2 separate regions of the Rattus norvegicus genome follow, and region 2 is linked to region 1. A link is a contact called in public Hi-C data. All regions are on one chromosome and are shown on one strand. The core of a region is the stretch at or near the end of the contact, and the rest is flanking DNA. Distances in the headings are between cores, read along the strand shown.

The links. Hi-C and Micro-C count contacts between places; a contact is called where the count stands out from the background.
Region 2: a Hi-C map of Schwann cells shows a contact between it and region 1, with 2.7 times the contacts expected there. The contact joins two enhancer-like sites. A contact is called at or near these places in 7 of 12 Hi-C or Micro-C datasets (the A7r5 cell line, Schwann cells, frontal cortex and 4 more) and 1 of 1 datasets of contacts at active chromatin or transcription factors (oligodendrocytes).

What each region holds. Positions count from the first base shown.
Region 1 is chr8:65,502,208-65,506,255 of GRCr8, reverse strand. Peak1 (pseudopodium-enriched atypical kinase 1) reads left to right here. Exons shown (of 7, transcript NM_001108149.1): 7 at 1-1,213. Among named protein-coding and RNA genes, the nearest start is that of Tspan3, 38 kb to the right of the region's middle. Within about 2 kb of position 1,850, at least 7 of the 93 cell types and tissues checked have an H3K27ac peak or open chromatin away from gene starts, as enhancers often do. A contact at or near this core is called in Schwann cells, where this site is marked.
Region 2 is chr8:65,799,925-65,803,972 of GRCr8, reverse strand. No RefSeq gene overlaps it. Among named protein-coding and RNA genes, the nearest start is that of Hmg20a, 86 kb to the right of the region's middle. Within about 2 kb of position 1,767, at least 45 of the 93 cell types and tissues checked have an H3K27ac peak or open chromatin away from gene starts, as enhancers often do. A contact at or near this core is called in Schwann cells, where this site is marked.

The sequences.
Region 1 (4,048 bases), core at 601-3,100:
AACATAGGGCTTCTTTCAGCAAGGTCACCAATGGCTTTCCACAGAGTGAGCGGCTGAGTGTCTCTACTGTACAGGAATTCAACTGTGCAAACATGCGTTGCCTTCCCTTGGAACATTTGTCATCCCAATTGGCTCACAAATGTGGGGTAAAAAAATGAAAATGCACGTCCATGAAGGACCAGCTCCTGTGGAATGATCTCAGCAAGCTGCATCCGCCTCTTCCAGAACTCTGAAGCTCACCTGTACTAACTAGCTAGCAGTACACATGTCACCAAGCTCAGCTGTCACCCAGTAATGCTCTTGCAGCAGATTCCTCTTCCTCAGTGACTGCCTCTTTCCTGGGAGGACATGCCATTATCCTTCTCGGCTGAGTTTCAGTCACTGGGGACTAGCGTCTGTTCCGCCATACCATGAAAGGAGGAGAGAGATTCCCAGCCGTTAGATCATGGGTCTGTTTCCATTTTTGTTCTTAGCAAAGGTTGGACACTGCATAGACAACCCCACTGCCACTGCTTGGCTGTCCTTCACCTTCACCCTGTCCCACCTGCTAAAGTTGGAGTTTATTATCCACTTCTTGTGGTCCAGTACAAAGCTGACCAGAGGTGGTATCACCAATGCCTCAGCAGGATGGAGTACAGTCCACAGATTATGAATAGTGGGCAGGATATGAAGAAATAATGTCCTTATGTGCAATTCTCCAGGGGCCCTCAGGGAACAGACTTTCAAGTACTGTTCTTTGATTACTGTCAGACCTATCAGCATGGTAGCCAGGGCTGGTGGTGCCTGAGTCAGAGTTTCTTCCCCCGAAAGCAGTCATTGGCCAGCTTCCTTCCATCAGTAGCTGGTACTAACTAGTCTGCCAAATGCTGTTAGCAACAGCCCTGAATGAAATGGTTGTCAATTTAGCATTACCGTCACCTTAGAAAGCAACTGGTAGCCGGCTATTGGAAGGCAAGGGGAACGGGAAAGGCCACAAAAATGGCTGACCTGATCCTTGGAGTGCCAGCCTCTTCCAGAAAGACTGCCTCCCAGAGTGAGTGGCATGTCGCTCCTAAGACTGCAGTGGGCCTGGAGCTCAGCTCACAGGAAGGCTGATGGCTGCAGTGGATGACTGAGAGTTGTTCCCCATGAAGCCTGTGCTCTCCCGTGAATTATGTGCAATTTTTGTATGTATTTTTAAGCTGTATATTACAGTGTTTATGTTGCAACTTTACCTGAGTGAGAACTGCAGAAACATTCTTGTCTTCCCTTGGCACATACTTGCGCTGAGAGTCAAGTATCCTTTCCACCTGTGTGCGTGTATGAACGCTCATACACTTGTTTTATTCAAAACTGTGAGTCTCTGTTTACTTCAACCTTGAAATCCCAAGAGTCACTTGAATGGTAAGTGTGTAAGCATGTGTTACTATGTGCATGCACATGCTGGAGATAGGCCTCTGGGAAGCAACCTGTAGTGGGGTGGACAGATCAGTTCTGTACACCTTGACAGTGAGGAAACCCAGGAAGCCCTCGCCCACCAGCTCAGAATTGGCTTAAAGCCAAGACTGACTGTGCAGTATTATTTGGGTGGCACCTTAGTGGCCTTGGAAACTTCTAGACTTTTAACATTTTTAACAGCCTTTCATGTGATTCACCTTTATCAAAGAGGATCAAAAAAGGAGAATGTATTTTATTATGCATTTTTAAGGAGAACGATATGTATGAGGCTGCATATGCAGGATGGCTTTGCGATCCTGGCTAGTGCTCCGTACTCCCAGGAAAGAGGCCTAGTTTGCCCACAGAGTCTGTCTCTCCTAGACAGAATGACCGTGGAGTGGGCAGCCATGAGTCATGGCTACACCATGCCCAGCAGGCTAGGGTTTGAGTCATATAGCCCATGTACACATAACTTCCCGCCTAATTATGCACTGAACTGGTGGCAAAAAGACCACTGACCACGTCAGCTGGCCCAGCCCTTCACTTCCCACAGTGCTTGCAGATTGAGACATACCTTCTCCACATTGCTCTCATGGTGCCTTGCCCATGTAAATCTGAATGTTGATTATTTAATGAGGTTACATATTTAATGCAGAATGTTCCCTGGTCCCCTCTGTTTGTTGTCTGTAGAAATCTCTCTTTTTCTGTTTGTTATCTTAGATGCAGCCTTCTTTCACACTATAGTAGAAAAAGCGTGCACACGTCTGCTACCACTGTCTCCCTGCACTGGTAAACTGAGCACTCTTCCTTCCACGTGACTCCCACTAAGAATTACGGCCACACTAGTGAGGGACAAAGATGAAAGCCAGCTAACAGGAAAAGGGCCTCTGTCTTTCCAGAGACAGGAGTTAATTCTGTCTGGGGAATGGCCACAGAATGGGTGTGGGGAAGAAGGTTAGATCAGAGCAGAGACAAGAACTACATTTCTGGGCAAGAAGTCCATCAGGTGGTCTTTCATTTCTCAAAATAATGAAATCCAGTCCATATAACATTGTCATAGATACCTTACATTTCCACTTTGATTCATTCACTCACTGGAAGTCCTTCCCTCTGCAGTCACACACACACACACACACACACACACACACACACACACACATACACACACACACACATTTTATATACACATATATTATGAATTTTGGAGTGTTACTAGTATAGCCCTTGAAGTTTTCACAAGTAACATCTGTATCGACTAGGTTTTTTTTTTTCTTTTCTATTAAAGTCTATGCCATAGATTCTCCCACTTCTGTTGAGAGTTTGAACAACTAAGGCCCACTGGAACTTTTCCCTAAGCCACATGAACAGTCTCTCCACACATGTGGGTGCTAGAGAGACAGGACTGTGGCCAGAGCAGGCAAGAGCAGGAGTCAGTGCCCCTCAGAGTGCCTTGTTAGTGTAGTAACATAGTCATGGAGAGAACAGCCTCCCTTGCCACACAGGAGAGCTCTTTGGGAATGCATACAACCACATAATGTTCACCGTAGAGGACAGCACTGGATGAGCAAAGGAACAATCAAAGCAGAAATGTGGGAAAGGACATGAAGTTCCTGAATATCACCAACCCCAAGGCTGAGTTAGGTCAGAAGGCACACCGAGAGCAGTGGGTTTCAGGGATTGTTCTCAGGAGATGGGCTGCATGAGGTCATGGGGGAGTGAGGCTCCCCAACTGCTGGTGCTAAGTAAGGGCCAAGAAGAAACTTCTCAAGAACCAGTGAGCACAGCCTTCCTTCATCAGCTAGAGGAACCAGTTCTGCCTCTGAGCTCAGGGTGTTCGTGAAGATAGGAATCTAAAGCTCTAGGAAGACATGCTTCTAGGAGTAAAGCCTCTGCTATCACAAAACCCCCACTCAGTAGTCGGTCATGCAAGCTCTCCAAGTTTGGTTTACCCCATATTGGAAAATCAACAGATACCAGCTGGTAACCTGCAGCGAGGATTTCCCCTGGCCTTTACCTAGAGTGGTCTGAAGAGATATGGGCCAGTCTCAAAGACTGGGATGGACTTAGGAGGCGTCCTTGTATTCTAAGTAATTCCAGGTACATAAAGCATGCACACACTTGGAAACAGGACAGCTCAGCTCTCTGGGCCGACTCTGGCATGCTTGTCATTCCTCTCACTAGTGGATAAGGATCGGGATTCTGGTCCAGCCTCGTAAGTGAACAGGATGGCTGCCCATAAAACTGGGTTATTAGATTTACCTCATTGAAGCTCATTTTCTCAGAGGCCCAAAGTGCTGCACTGAGACAAATCCAAGTGCTGCCCCTCCTGAAGTGTGCACTGAAGTCCATCTGCTCACGCTCAGAGCGGTGCACAGGTGGGGACGCCATGGACCAAAACCAGTGCCCCAAGGGAAGTCAGAAGAGCCATAATGCGAGATCCTAGACAGGGTATACCAAAGACATCAAGCCTTCCTCATCCTGATGCTTCTCAGATGATGGGGTGAGCTGTGACAGACGCCAGAGGAAAGGGTTTTGCAAACATTCCATGTTCAAGGTATTCGATTGGTAAGTCCATCCCTAACCTCCCCCAAGCCCCCAGAAAAAAAGCTCTCAGTTTGAAGCAGGCCATGTT
Region 2 (4,048 bases), core at 518-3,017, 300 kb before region 1:
CTAAGGAGAGGAATACATGGAAAAGAGCCTAGATCTACCAGCTGCATCCCAGGTACCTAAAATATTTTTGTCTTGAGATATTGTCTCACTATGTAACCAAAATTGACCTCAAGCTCTTGATCCTCCTGCCTCAGCCTCCCAAGTGCTGATGCTCCTTAAATATTTTGAATTAGTGTTTGAAAGGTAAAGCAGACCTGAGTTTATATTATGAATCTGTAAGGTGTCGTTGCTTTCATGGCCTTGAGTCCTTTAACTTGATGGAGACTCAGATTTAGGCTAGCAGGGATCATTTGGTCACTTACAACAGTTTTCCAAGGAGATACGAAAGTGACCAGCTGAGAACCAGAGGACCAGTGCCAACAGTTTTTCTAGGTACACAAGGCAAATTTAAATACCCATTTAATAGATGGCACAAACTGAGTCTGTAAGAGATGCAGACTTGTCTCAGGCCACAGCAGTGTTAACAGCTGTGGGAAGCAGCTTGCACCATGCTCAGAGCCTTGGCTGTCCCAGTTGGGGAAATGCTAAGCCTGTGAAGGGACCTGGAGCTAGAGGCCCATTAGAGTGGCATGAGGAGGGAGGAAAAGCACTTCAGGTTCGAGTTGCTAGTTTTGCAGAGTGTAAAATTACCGTACAAGTCCTAGAGAATAAACAGAGTTAACACCCCATTAAATACAATGGACTTTCGCGGTGTGCGCCAGACGTGCTAGGACTGAAACTAGCTGAGCAGGAGGGAAATGTATCACACCCTCTCTACCTTCATGCTTCCAACGAAAATCCAGAGCAGGGGTAAGAAAGCGCCAGCAGCGACTCTGCAGGCTCAGGGCTGAGGACCCGGTAATGAAGTCTTTCTGGAAGGTAGGAAGGGCTGTGTGCAGTGTGCTATTTTTAAACCTGCTGTAGTGGCAGTTGTATTCCTGCCCTGGCACTTTCTCTTGCAGAGGAGGGGCTCAGGGGAATGCAGCCAGGAATTTAGATGCTATTTATTGTATTTCCTTTTATCAGTCAAATGATTTTCTTATTTCCCACGTAGATAAAGATCTTGCGCTCACAGCTTCGGCTTGTTGACCTTGTCAGGACTGCTGTGCTGTCTGGAAATTGGTCCCAGAGAGAGAGAGAAGGGCATTGTTGTTAGGGGCTGCTTGGTGGTTTGGGTTTTCGGTTCTCCCAGCAGAGAGGAGCTCAGTTTGCCAAAAATAAATAAATAAAAAATCTTCCCCTCAAAACAGAAACTGATTGTCTTATGCCTTCTTTTTTTTTCTCTTGCAAAACTGAAAGGTTGTCCAATAAGTTTGCTTCCGTAGCTTTCTGCACCTGGCTTGGGAGCTTGGGCGAGCGCGCGCGCGCGAAAACACACACACACACACACACACACACACACACACACACACACACACACACACACACACAGAGTGTTCCCCCTCTCTCCTCTCTCATCACACACTCATATTTCTCTCTTCTCCCTCCCCTCTTTCTTCCTCTTTTCTTTCCTTTTCTCTACCTTTTCCCTCCCTCTCTCCTCCTTTTCTCCCTCTCTTCCTCCTCTCTTTCTCCCTTTCTCTCTCCCTCCTCCCTCTTTCTTCCTCCCCACTCCCTCCTCTTCTCCCGTTTTCTCTTTCCTCTTTCCTTCTCCCTTTCTCTACCCCCCCCCCCCCTCTGTCGTTTCCTCTCCCTCAACCCGGCGAATCGGCTCTGGCGGTGCTGCAGAGGCTCCTTCTTGGCAGGAAACAGGGCAGAAGGCGGGGCCCCTCTCTGTCTGCGTTGCCAGCTCCTGGCGGTGGAGATGCCAGTTTGCCTGAGCTGAGCCATGGCAGCTTCCACTCTGCTGGAAGCCTCGGAGGCAGCCAGGCCTCTGCCAGCGCCTTCCAAGGGCACAATGAGGCCACAGGGCTGCCTCTCGGCCGGAGGCCTCCTCGTGGGCACGGTGCCCCTATTGTCTTGCCTGGCTTGGGGTTGCTGGCTAGGTTCTCATGCAGAAGTCAGCGTCACTGCCTCTCACCTCGGAACTAGCTCAGCAGATGCTGCGGGAGGCTGGAGTTTTATTGTAAATCCTCATTTTTGGCTGGCTCACAGCTACGGAACATCAAAAGAACCAGCTAGTCCGAGGGCAGCCAGCCTCTTGCAGTCTCGCAATGGGAAGAGAAAGGAGGTGCAAGGCCTCCAGTCAGCCACGGTGAGCCCAGGTTTTTACCAGGAACTTGCTTTCCAGACCTCTCGGGTTCTTTCCCTCCACCGCAGTGCTTCTTGGTCCGAACAGCAGAGGGCGCTGCTTCCTCTGACAGCACAGCGAGCCAGTCTGCCTTTCCACATCTGGAAATGGGCTCTACCACTCTTATGAAATACCAGAGAGCTGGGGATCTGTCTGTGTGAGACGTGCTGGCACCCGAGTGCACACGCAAACACATCATGAATTCCACTTTCTCATGAGTTAGATTTCCCGTGAAGAGCGCTTGTGGAATGTGGGGAATTTGCCTTGCCAAGGCGGCCAGCACATCCTATTCTTGGGCTTGTCTGGCCCAGGTTGGAATGCTTGGATGGACCACCCTCTGGTCTGAAGCCTTTGCCCTCCCCTCCCACGTGGAGTGGGGAAGAAAAATAGGAGACCTCCCAGATCTTTTTCTCAAGGGAAGAAAATTAAAAATGTTCAGCGCTGACCTTATAGGCCGTCCTGACGAAAGCAGATGTGGACGGCCAGGCAGCTTCCTAATTACAAGAGATTAGGAACGCCAAAGTGACAAGCCAAGGATGGAGGACAGGGCTGAAGCCAGCCAAAAGCCCTAGTTGCTATTCTGAGTCTGCTCCCCAGACTTCTGAAAGCCGCATGCATTTAAATGTCCACATTTTCTGCAGAAGCCAGAAATCTCTACTTCTCTTGGCCAAACAACACATCAGTCTAATATGGTGTGAGAGAAATATGTTACATTCTTTTATGAACAGAATGTTAACATCAACCAGAATCAATATTTATATCCAAGAACACAATGAACTGGCTTGTTTTGTACTGCACGAGTTTAAGACGAGGACATTGGGCAAGAGTGAGGAGCCCTCCCCTCCCCCAAAACACAGACAAGCTGAGGCTCAGGGTTCTGCCTGGAAGTCTGGGATTGGGTCCCTTCCCGGCCCTGCAGTGCTCCTGTAAGAAGAAACCAGAGCAGCAGGGGAAGCCGGATCCAGTGATGAGGTCCAGGATGTGAACCGGCATCCTGTAGGCAGGTCAAGGCCTCCTCCTGTCAGGCTAGGAGAGAAGGGCCAGGCCCAGGCCTGCATCCGGCCTTTCCTGCTGAATTCAGACTAGGTGCTGACAGAACAGAGGGACACCGGAAGCTGGCAAACAAGGACTAGAGGAGAGTGATGGCCCCATGTAGGTGTTGTTTTTGGACCAGGCAGTTACCTCCAGGTGAGAGGCAGGGGCGGGGAAAGAGGTGAAGCTTCCCTATCTCCATCAGAAGTCTTTGTTCCTTCACGTTGACTTTTTTTTTTTTTTTTTTTTTTTTTTTAACTTTTCTTCCTCTGGAGACAGCTTGGAGCCTGGAGTAAGCTACTTGCTCCCCGCATGTAAAATCTTTACCTAATTAAAACAAAAACAAAGGTCTTTCCCAGATGATTTTGTGTTTCCTGGCAACACCGCATCTCAAAATGGGAGCTTCCTCTCCACCCTCTCAACCCATGGACTCAACAGGGGCTCCTCTTGGTTTTCAGATGAAGCATTGAGCAATAGCCTGGCAGCGACAGCACTTGTCTCTCGTTAAATACCTGGAGCTCATTACTACACACCCTGCAGCAATCCTCACTGCCTTAACAGACGTGATCTTCAGGAAAGATCCTTTGGTTTAGAGTGCAGATTAGGCCGTGATTAATCTTGGCCCCGTTTAGCTGTGGGTCAAGTCTTCAGAGAGTGCAACCCCTCTTGGCGCGACCACGGTTGATAATCTTTGTGTAGTCTCCAGTCTTTCCTGAGTGTTTGGTTGCTGCCGTGTGCTTTGTTTGTCCTGTTCCCTTCACTCAGATCTTTCCCATCTTGAGACAGGGTCTCTGTCGCGCTGGTGGC